Regions from separate parts of the Rattus norvegicus genome. Here region 2 is linked to region 1. The links are chromatin contacts, called in public Hi-C maps. All regions are on one chromosome and are shown on one strand. The core of a region is the stretch at or near the end of the contact, and the rest is flanking DNA. Distances in the headings are between cores, read along the strand shown. Region 1 holds the start of Zswim6 (zinc finger, SWIM-type containing 6). Region 2 has its middle 67 kb from the start of Smim15.

Region 1 (5,388 bases), core at 2,096-4,595:
TTTTCCATCTCGGGTTTTTCTGTTGTTTTGGTTTTGGTTTGGTTTTGATTGGGGTTGAGGGGTGGGAGGGGTGGGAGGGGTGACCCTACAGAAAATCACAATTATAAGCGTCTTAAAGAATACTAACACCAGCCAACTCTAGACGCTAGATTAGATACTTAATCTACCTGGCCTCCCCGCTCCTCACCAGAGGTGGACAAAACCTGGTCCTACGTTTTCTATCTCGAAGTGCCAGCTGCCAGGCATTTGCCTAACAGCCTTCTATCTCGATGCTGACTGGCACAAGTAAGAAAACTTGGATGTTAAAGAAACTGGCAGAACTCAGAGAAAGAAAAAAACGTGTTTTCCACAATTTGTACATCATTTCTTTAGTACATAGGTAAGTATTTCCAAAGAGGTGGTCAAGTCTTCAAACAGTACTAGAGGCACGCATGCCTCTTTACATCAACCGGGGCCAACAGCATTCATTCAAGTGGCCGCCCTTCCCCTTTGGGGACTGTTGAAAAAGTTACTATTTTCTTTTACAACTTACTGTTCGCCCCGGCCTCTTCCACTGATGAAAGCAGGCAAAGCCCACGCTGTGTGTCTGTCTCCTAGAGAAGATTGCATCTTTTATTTATCGCCCCTTGGCTTTATTTTCACAGTGAATTCCTGGCTTAAATGCAATCAGCCAAGAAACCCTCCCTATGTGCTCTCCTGTCATTCCTCATTGCTCACAAGCAGAGTCAAACACAGCAAGGGGAAAGGGGGGGCGGGGCGGGGGCCACGACGCAACACTGCTAGCCAAGCCATAAAAATTCAGACTCCAGTTAGTTATACTCAGAGACCATACATGTGCTTCAATTGGTTTCAAACCGGCGGGGAAAGAGGAGAAGGTGGGCGGGGGCGGGGGGGGTTAACTAGAAAGAATGTTAATTAGATTTTAAAGGGAAGAAAGGTGGGGGGAAGGATGGATAGCCTCAAAAACCAACCTCCCTCTTAGACAGAAGGAAAGGGTGCTGAGCAACACAGAGGGCTGTCTTTGGAAATAAATGACCATGCAGAAAATCACGTTTTCAGATTACATTAGAATTCAAATTAACCAAACAGGATTAAAACAAATCTTCTGTGTCGGGGCCACTGTCCAGACCCCGACTCCACACCCAATGAAAAGGATAAAAAGATTGGACCACAGAGAAAAGAACAAGTTAGAGAGAGGGGGGGGAGGAAGAGAAGAGAGAAGAGAGAAGAGAGAAGAGAGAAGAGAGAAGAGAGAAGAGAGAAGAGAGAAGAGAGAAGAGAAGAGAAGAGAAGAGAAGAGAAGAGAAGAGAGCGCTTTCAAATCTATCTATCCTCATTCATTTGCTTCAGGGTTCATCCATACAATTTCAATCAGAGTGGGAGGGGGTTATAAAATATGCCTTCAGCAATCCGGAGATAAAATATGGGGAAAGGGAGGTTGCGCTGCAGTATTGTTCACTTCAATCTAGTTCAAACGTCCCCATAACTATGGCTGGAAAAGATATCTAAACAGAATAAAAAGAAAAGCCCCATGGAAAGCAGAGGGATTTGAGAAAACTCTCCTGGTCTGTCAGAGAAAGAAGGGCTGTGCAGCTTTAAATCACAAGTCCTTCTCTCGCCTTTGTCAAATATCTTCTACTTTACAAGCCCTGAAAAGAAATAAAGAGGTTCTTTTGTTTGCTTTCCCCTTTACCGAGGGTGACAGAAAATTGAAAGGGGCACAAATAAACCCGAAAGGAGAACAAAGTGCCGGGTGGTGCGGGGCGCGCAGCGGCGCAGGGGCCGTGGGGCCCCTCGGTGCAGACGCCGGCCGCGGGTCACGGCGTCGGACCGTGCTGCCCGCTCCCTCAGCACCGCACCCGGACCCCGGGCGCAGGCCGAAGTCGGGCAGCCCGGTACCTCACGGGATGGAGAAGCGCGAGCAGCGCCCCTCAGCGGCCCGTCCGGCCGTCGCTCCCGACAGAGGTTGCTCGGGGACCCGGCGCGGACGCCGCGGAGCTAGTCGCAGACACCTTAAGCAGCTGGAGTATACGGGACGCGCCGGCCGTCGGAGCCCCGAGCGGAGCGGTGGCCGAGTGGTGTCGGAGGGACTCGCCAGCCCCCCCTCCCTCCCTCGGACCGCGGGGCGCGGAGCGGCGCCAAGAAGAAAGGACGCGAGCCGGGCAGCGCAGAGCGAGCGCCCCGGTCGGCATTGTCTGCGGCCGGCGCCCCCTCCCCCGCGCCGCACGCCCCAGCCCGAGCCCCGCGGCCGCCCGCGCCTTTGTCCACACCCGCCCCGCACACCGGCGCTCAAGCTGCGGGACAGACGACCGGGACGCCGACACCCACCGCCCCGCCGCCGAGGGGCGCGTCCTGCTGATTCATTTCCCACTCGCGCTAGCCCGTCCGGGGAGACGGGGGCGGGGACCAGCGGGAGGAAATGGGCGCTCCGCTCCGGGGACAGTCCGAGTCGCCCCACCGCTGCACCGCGCGCCCGGCCCGAGGCGGCCCAGAGGAACGAAGGGGGCCCTTCCCTCCCCCACCCCCGAGGGACAGGAGGACAGACCGAAGGACCGACGGCCCGCGGCGGCCCCGTGACTCACCGACTTGCAGGACGTTGTCTACGCAGCCACTCTCCAGCAGCGCGATACCCCGGCGGAAGGGCAGCCGCGTCTCGTCGCCACCGTCCGCAGCGCTGGACGCCCCCACCGACGGGGTCCCGGTGCCCGCGGCGACGGCGGCGGCGGCGGCTGAGGTGGCGGCCGGCGAGGATGAGGAGCCGCCGCCGCCGCCGCCCGCGCCGCCGCCCGTGCCGCCGCCGCCGCCGCTGTCGTCGCCGGGGCCGCCCGCGGAGCCGCCACCGGTGTTGAAGGACGAGTACATGCAGATCTCCCGCTCACTGCGGGGAAAGGACCAGTAGACGATGCGGCGCTGCACCGGCTCCGGGATGCGCTCGAAGCGCTCCTCCACGCGCTGGAACGGCCACTTCTCCGCCACCCTGCGCGCTGCGATGTCCAGCAGAGACTCGGGGCTCTGGGTCTTGCCCGGCGGCAGCAGTCCCAGCGCCGCGCCGCCCCCGCACGCCGCCGCCGCCGCACCGCCCGCCCGCGGGCCGGGCCGACAGGCAGAGCTATAGCCGCCACCCGCGCCGCCGCCGCTGCTACCCCCGCCGCCGCCGCCGCCGCCGCCGCCGCCCGGCCGGCAGCAGAGCCGTTTCGCGGGAGGAGGCTGCTGTCCGCGCTCCGCCATGACCGCGCCGCTTCTAACCCGACAGCGGAAGTGCCGGGACCCTATAAACGGCACAAGGAAGCGCGACACGCACACGCCGTGGCGACGCCACGCTGCCATCTAGGGCCCGCCGCTCCTTGTAGGGGCACGGGAGGTGTGGCCTATACGGTGACGACGTCGCCAAGGAGGAGCGCCGATAGGGAGAACCTAGGGGAGGGGGCGGGGCCTATGCAAATCACTGGGCTGAAACATAAATAGAGCGCTCCGTGGACACGGGGGTGGCGGGGGCGCCCGGGTTGGGTGCCGGGTGGGCTGTGAGAATGTCAGGCTGCTGTGACGCGGGGGGCGGGGCTCAGGCGGGGTTCCCGCGGGAGGGGGCGGGCCGTCTGCCAAGCGGAGGGTGGGTGGGTCTCTGCGCCCCCTGTCTACTCAACTTAGCCCTCCAGCGCCCTGCCTCCCTTTTGATGTCCGCCAAGTGAGGACGCTCCTCGTGGGTCGCCGCGGGGCGGGTAGGGGGAGGGTTCCGGACTAAATGGAGGATGGACCGACTGCTCGATGCCCCACCCCCCAGTCAGCCGGCCCCGCGGGGAAAAGCCTCTGGGCGGAGGAGGCGCTTTCAAAACAAAGAAATGCTGCGTGAAGCCCCGGGGACGCAGCCCAGAGGAAGGCGGGGGAGGCGCGGCCCAGGCCGCCTGCTTTCCTTCCAACCCGGCGGAGCGAACTTCCCCCACCCTCGGCCGTGGCTGCGGCACGAGGGGATAGGGAGGAGGGCTGAGCTCAGCCACTGTTTTCCACTTCACTTTTTGCCGACCCAGGTGGGGAAGGGGCGCGGCTGCCCCGCGTAACTGCAGCGCACCCAGCCCTGAGTCCCGGGTTCGCTCCAGCCCGGTGACAGGCCAGGAAGCCGAGCCGAGCCGACCGAGCGCCCGGACACGCAGAGCGCTCGGATGCTGCCTCGCAGCCGCTGGACGCGCGTCCGGAGCCGGCCACGCTGCCCCGCCCTCGCACTCTTTCAACCCTTCGGGCAAAGAAGCTGGCCCGCCCGGGTTCAGCCGGGAGCCCCAATCGCCCTCTTCCGCGACCTGCTGCAGACCCAGGGGTCGGGCCGCTCCAGTTAGAGCGCTCGCACCGGCAGAGGATCGCGCAAACTCTCGATCGCGAGACGGTTGTCGCTCACGGCCGCCCAGTGGCGGACAGCGGCCGCGGGCGCTCTGGAGTCTGCGGCGGGGCTGGGACCTGGAGTCTTTGGCGCTCCGGGCGCGCGCCGCGCTCCCTGCAGCATTGGCGGCGCCCGACCGGCGGGTCCTCCCGCAGCAGGGCAACAAGACGAGTGAGCGAGCATCGCTGGGAGACGGTGCCCGGGCGCCAGCGGAGGCGGAGAATCGAGTCCCCGTCTGAACCGGGAACCCTGCGGACATTGTTCTTCGCACTCTGCAGAGCTTGGTTAGATCTCAGCCAAGCCGCAGGCTTAATGACCACGTTAGACACCCTGACTTCTTGCTCCACCTTCTGTTTTTACTCTAAACAGTGTTAGAGATACTGTCCTATTGTTGGAGATAAGCCCTAACTCCTCTGACACTTTCGCATATTGGCTACTCCCCACTGCCTACCTGGTCTGAATTTAAAGCGACTACGCGCGTCGGCGTGTTGTAAAGAAAATTGCCCACTCAAAGCGGAGGCCGCCCGAGACATTGGACGTGATCCATGTCGGGCATCAGGAGCCCCAGGCTAGAAGTCCCTGGAGGCAGGACGCTGGCAGACTTTCCATAGCTGCTTGTTAGGAAAATTTTGGTGACATGTTTTTGTATATTCATCCAGTATTTTTCTAGGCACCTCCTCGGTGCCTAGGAAAAAGCTGGGCAGAAAACTGAAAGACCTTTATGGGCAAGTGGAAGAGGAAGTCTCTTTCCTCCGGTTGTTTAATATCTAGATCTCTTAAAAAATAATTTTAAGAGACTTTAAAACTTAGGCTATCAGAGCAGAAAGTAGGGTGAGCTCTAGTCTGTCCTCAGGAAGTCATGACAAAGGCGTGTGCTGCACAGGTCGCCGAGAATTTTCACCCGTGTACACGGATCTCTGAATTAGAAAGCTAAAAAGGACAAAACTGGCGTTCTCGGACAGAATAAATGACTCATTCGGGGTCAGATGTGGTGTTGGTGGGAGGGATTAATTTCCATCACA
Region 2 (5,388 bases), core at 2,037-4,536, 83 kb after region 1:
GCCCACCTGAAGGTGAGATCAGTGACAGCCAGGGTTATGAAGGAAAGGCCAGGGGTCTACATACACCTTCACGAAGAAAATGGCATTTGGAACCCTTTTACTTTGCAAGATCCTGTGTTCATGTCTTTTGCTTCCGACCCTTTATCCGTTCCTATCAACTCAATGACATGTTGAAAACCAACTTTTGGTATTGTATTTTCATTGGAGGATGGTCAAAGTGAATGATTTGCCATACTGAAGGAAATAGTAGTCCTATTCTGTCACTTTTTGTATCGTTTTATGTGTTTGCTGTATTTCATATTTAAAAGGGTACTAACTTGAAAACAAACAAACAAACAAACAAAAAACCCCGGAAGGCAATAGACTCCGCAACTACAGCATTAGACTGGGAAGTTGAGGTTACTGGTGAGTGTACCTATCCCCACCATTCTGTGCTTTAGATAGAAAAACTTCCAAGTTGGTACCTATCTTAAGGTTTTACTGCTGCGAACAGACACCATGACTAAAGCAACTCTTATAAGGACAGTATCTAATTGAGGCTGGCTTACAGGTTCAGAGGTTCAGTCCATTATCATCAAGGCGGGAGCATGGCAGCATCCAGTCAGACATGGGGCTGGAAGAACTGAGAGCTCAACACCTTCATCTGAAGGTCACTAGGGGAAGACTTGCTTCTAGGCAGCTAGGATGAGGGTCTTAAAGCCCATGACCACAGTGACACACCTACTCCAATAGGGCCACACCTCCAAATAGTGTCACTCCACAGACAAAGCATATTCAAACCACCTCAGTAACCCAATGAGTCTCTCAAATAGCAGCTCACAGTGACTCAAGAAGCTTCCACTCACCCTTGGGCATCGCCCTGGTTCTTGCTCCCTCTCTTCTCACTCCTCTGCTTAGATAACAGTTCATTTCCCTTTGAGTTGACAAATCATCCTTCTTTTAATAAAGTAAATGTTGAGAAGAAGGAACCATATCCCCAAGGCAGCCCAGTAATGTGGTCAACACTTTCTATCCTTAAATGTAGAAAACCCACCACACAACCTTAAACGAGAGATTATGGTCTTACTTGGAACTTCTTCTGGAAGAGACGGAGACATACTTCCCCTTTAACAAACAACGTAAAGTGGGACAGAGACGACAGAGCAATAGTGATGTGGCTGTCCATCATGCATCATAGGGGAGACACTGGGGTTTGATCTCAGGTGCCAGCAGCAGTGGCAACAGCAGCGTAGTAACAATACAACCCAGTGAGTGAAAAAAAGAATCCGAAAAAAGAAAACTTTAGTATCTGTCCACGAAATGATATACATTTTAAAAACCTGTTTGTGGGTTTAAGTACATAGGAACAACTGGAGTCCTTTGTAAGGAAATAACTCAAGTTCATATCGTGTTGAGTAAAGCTGCTTAGTCCGCTGTGAATGTGAAGATTAGCCAATGGCACCCAAGCCTGTCAACAGCTCCCCACAGGGATAGGGTTTCATAGCCTTCATTCGAGCTTCTGGTGAACCCGTTATTCTTATTCCACGCACACAAATAAGAGCCTCAAAGTGCTGCCTACGTGACAGTCGGACGCTGTATCTCACTGTAACTCTTCAGATGCTGCCCCGTCCTTCTTCACCGCAGCCTAATATTTCATGACAATAAACAATCTGCATCTGAATGGCTTCTCTGCTCACAGGGTCTTATGTTCCTTCCTAGTTTTTGTTAAACAATGCTACACGTGCAGACTTTTCTTTACACAGTCAAATCCAGCATTCTGACGTAACAGTAACACGATGGCGGACTATCTCGGAGGAAAGTCACCTCCCGTGTACTTAAACCTACAGTTCACACAGTTTATCTGTGGGATTGGCACAAAGTTCCACTCAGTTCAGAGAACGGTCCCTCTTAAAAAGAGTCTAAATTCCTACATTTTTAGCTTATGTTTCTATAATGTTATATTATTATCATCAACATCATCATAATTATTATTTTCTTACTCTTAGCTATAGCAATATCTTGTTAGAAAAAATAAGCCACAAAATCCCAAAGTTGCAAAACAAATAAGGGAGTCACTATTTATATTACAAAATTATTGTTTGCTTTACAAAACGGTACTGATTAAAATCAAGAGCACCTTGACAATATTTGAAATATAACTAGATTTGGGAAAAAAATCAATTTACAACAGACTTTTCCAGAATATATACAATACATGTAAGGGTCTACCCAGTTGGGCATAGCTTTATGAGTTTGGGGAGGTCCATTTAATCTGCTGTTGGGTCTTTCTGAAAGGCAAATTGGGCACAGCACAAGGAAACCCATGAAGGATTAGCACAGCTGCAATTATGTGATTTTTTTCTCTCTCTCTAAGATTCTTGCCTTATGATTATTATTATCAAAGTCTGTGCTTCAAAAGCAGGAGGCATATCCATTTCTCTCCTTTGCTTTTCAGGCTTCCTCCCTCGTGCCAGCCAGCAGAGTGGCATATGGCACAACATGAGTAGTCAGCCTCCCACCCGCATATCTGCAGAACCAACAGTACGTATTGAACCAAGCCACACCTCATGTGAAAGACTCACAATTATCCTTTCCTCTCCGGTGGAGGAGAGTGGGAGGAGGTGGGGATGGAGGAAGGGGACTTGCTTGATTGCTGGCAAGAGAGCTGAACCGAAAGGAAGGCATCAACCAAGAGGTGGGGGAGGCGGTCTTCTTCACTCATTGGTTCTAATTCCCTTGCCAGACTCATGAAACGACAGTGCTGTAGGGCTTAGGGGAAAAAATGGGGCAACTCTGGGGCAGTGGGCGGTGGAGAATGTATTAATGACAGCCTGCCTAGGCTGTTGAGTGGCAGATGAAGCATGCACATACACTCTCCCAACATTTAGCCAGCCCCAGTCTTAACGGAGACTCTAAATCTTTTGTTCCAATCACTCTTCTTTTCTGAGCCCTGTCCCAGAATATGCAATATGTCATTTAAAAATACTTTAGGTTTTTTCTTTTTTCTTTTTCTTTCTTCTTCTTCTTTTCTTTCTTTCTTTCTTTCTTTCTTTCTTCCTTCCTTTCTTTCTTTCTTTCTTTCTTTCTTTCTTTCTTTCTTTCTTTCTTTCTTTCTTTCTTTCTTTCTTTCTTTCTTTCTTTCTTTCTTTCTTTCTTTCTTTCGTAAGAGGTGTCCACCACAGAAGCGTGAGGGAGAGCTTGGCATTTTCCCAGCATGTTCAGGAATCCCAGCCTGCCTGTACTCTGACCATAATTAGCTTGCTGCCTTCAGAATGCAAGCCTTGGGGGAAGAAGACAGGGAGTAGGCTAGGTCCTCTGGCACCTCTGTTTGCTGCCCTCTGTCATCACCCCTTAAGAGACACAGACAGCCACTAGGCGTATTCTGTGCACCTCTAGAGGCCCGAGAGAGGCGCTGCAGCCAAGGGGCTTCTGCTTGTTTGTCAAGTCCTAAGTTTACAGTTTTCAGAGTAGAAAAGGCTTGGTCCGTTTTGTTTTTATGAGGTCAGTGGGAAATTAAAGTAATTACACAGGGGAAAGGCCGAGGAAACCTGGCATGGGAAGATCTGGGTTTACTTCGGCTTAGTCACGTGACCTTGGACAGCCCCCCCCCCCCAATCTCCCTCTAAGGCAAAGTTTTCTCAGCTCAAGTGATCTAGAAAGTAAAGCAGTCATGTGATGGCCTGAGAGGTATAATTGTGCATGCGTGTGTGTGTGTGTGTGTGTGTGTGTGTGTGTGTGTGTGTGTGTGTGTGTGTCCCACCTACGGACTCTGAAAAGACAAAGTCAAGGAAAAGTGGCCCAGGGGCCTAAAGTGAAAGTAAACCTCTGGAAGGAGTGGGAGGTCAGAGGAGAGAAAGCGCTTGCCTGCTGATGTTATTATGTAGCAGATTTTATCCCAAAACGTAATGGAGGAAACCAAAACAAACATTTTGATATTTTAAAAAATGCTTTTGTGGGCAAGAATTCATGGAGGACTTGGCTGCTGCCCAGTCATATGGGTCTTCACATAGGTGCTGGTAGTTGTGGGGGAAGATTGTCACCATCTGAAGCTTCAAATGACGGTTCAAATGGTCATTCAAGTCCGGTTCTCGAAAGGGGTCCGGTGGAGTTGCGGTGGCTGGAAGGGCAGCTGGGTACGAACCAGTAGACCCTCTTAAACGACTTCCTCTGGTCAGGCTTCTTAGGCGCTGACCAAACCTCCCCAAGAGGACTTAGGTAAAGCAGCATGACCTTTTCTGAACCAGCCTCCAGGTCACAGGGTGTCACAGGCGCCAGACCTTAGTCCTCTGCAGCCCATCTTGACTGGAGAGGATGTCAGAGAATGTGCGGGGGCCATGTTTTTTCTTAGTATCTCCGAGCTAAATGTCTCGATAATGTATATAATTTAATCAGCTATCTGCGACAATGCAGCCTTGCCGAGTACTTAGGACACAAGCGTCGTTAAAAGAGTCACTGCACTTTTCAAGTAAATTATAAGGCTCGACGTTGAAGTTAACTTTAACCTCCACAGCTGTTTGATGTAAAGTCAGCTGCATCTCTCCTCAGTGCAGGGAAAAGGTAAAAGAACTAGAAAGATACATAAATAAAAACAAGCGACTCTGATTTCCAGGCTCCCAGGAGCCAGGGGCTCTTGTGATGTGGGGCTGTGTGCTACGTAACCCAGAGAAAGACATCAACCCTTCATGAGTGCCTTGGGGCGGGGCCGCTGCCTGGACCCCAGTTCTCCTGACACTGCCAGCTGCTGGCAAGCACCCCTCCGGCGCTCTTCCGTGCCTCTAATTCCAGTGATTGCTTCCATCATGTGCAGCCGCCATCTGACTGGTTTTCGTTCCTGGGGATTAAGCAGTTTCTGAAGGTTTCAGTGGAGCACATCTTCAAACACCTTCCTGGGTAATTATCATGGCCCAGTGACTGGGGAATCACCAGAGTGATTTTAAACACACACACACACACACACACACACACACACACACACACACGCCCCTCAAGTGTGTCTCTGTGTTTGTTTTGTTTCCGCATTGTCAATGCCCAGCCATTCCTGAGAGACAAGAACAAAATAAGAAGACATGTGGTAGTGCTTAAATTATTCCCCCAAAGGGAAAGTGTCCAATATTAAATTATTCAGTCTTTCTACTATTCCGGGTTGGGGAGGAGACATTTCAACCAAGAAAATCATAGTTTACCCACAATGCCCTGAGGAGCCCGAATCATACTATCAACTTCTAAATACAGTCAGCACTATTTCACTAGAAAAGCTGCTTTAGAAGATGACACCTGTAATGTTTACACTGGAAAATATCCAATCCTTCTTTACTTTGTCCTCTAGCCTCCTCTCCCTACACTCATGCGCAGATATACAGTTTTCCAGGATCCTCATGTTCACTCCGAGTTCTTTCTTTTAAAAAACAG

Evidence for each region. Hi-C and Micro-C count contacts between places; a contact is called where the count stands out from the background.
Region 2: a Hi-C map of kidney shows a contact between it and region 1, with 2.4 times the contacts expected there. The contact joins the enhancer-like site here to the promoter of Zswim6 in region 1. A contact is called at or near these places in 7 of 12 Hi-C or Micro-C datasets (the A7r5 cell line, kidney, liver and 3 more).

The regions. Positions count from the first base shown.
Region 1 is chr2:41,108,994-41,114,381 of GRCr8, forward strand. It overlaps Zswim6 (zinc finger, SWIM-type containing 6), which reads right to left and starts at 3,346. Exons shown (of 14, transcript XM_039103499.2): 1 at 2,583-3,346. The coding sequence starts at 3,327.
Region 2 is chr2:41,191,820-41,197,207 of GRCr8, forward strand. No RefSeq gene overlaps it. Among named protein-coding and RNA genes, the nearest start is that of Smim15, 67 kb to the right of the region's middle. Within about 2 kb of position 3,287, at least 41 of the 93 cell types and tissues checked have an H3K27ac peak or open chromatin away from gene starts, as enhancers often do. A contact at or near this core is called in the A7r5 cell line, kidney, liver and 1 more, where this site is marked.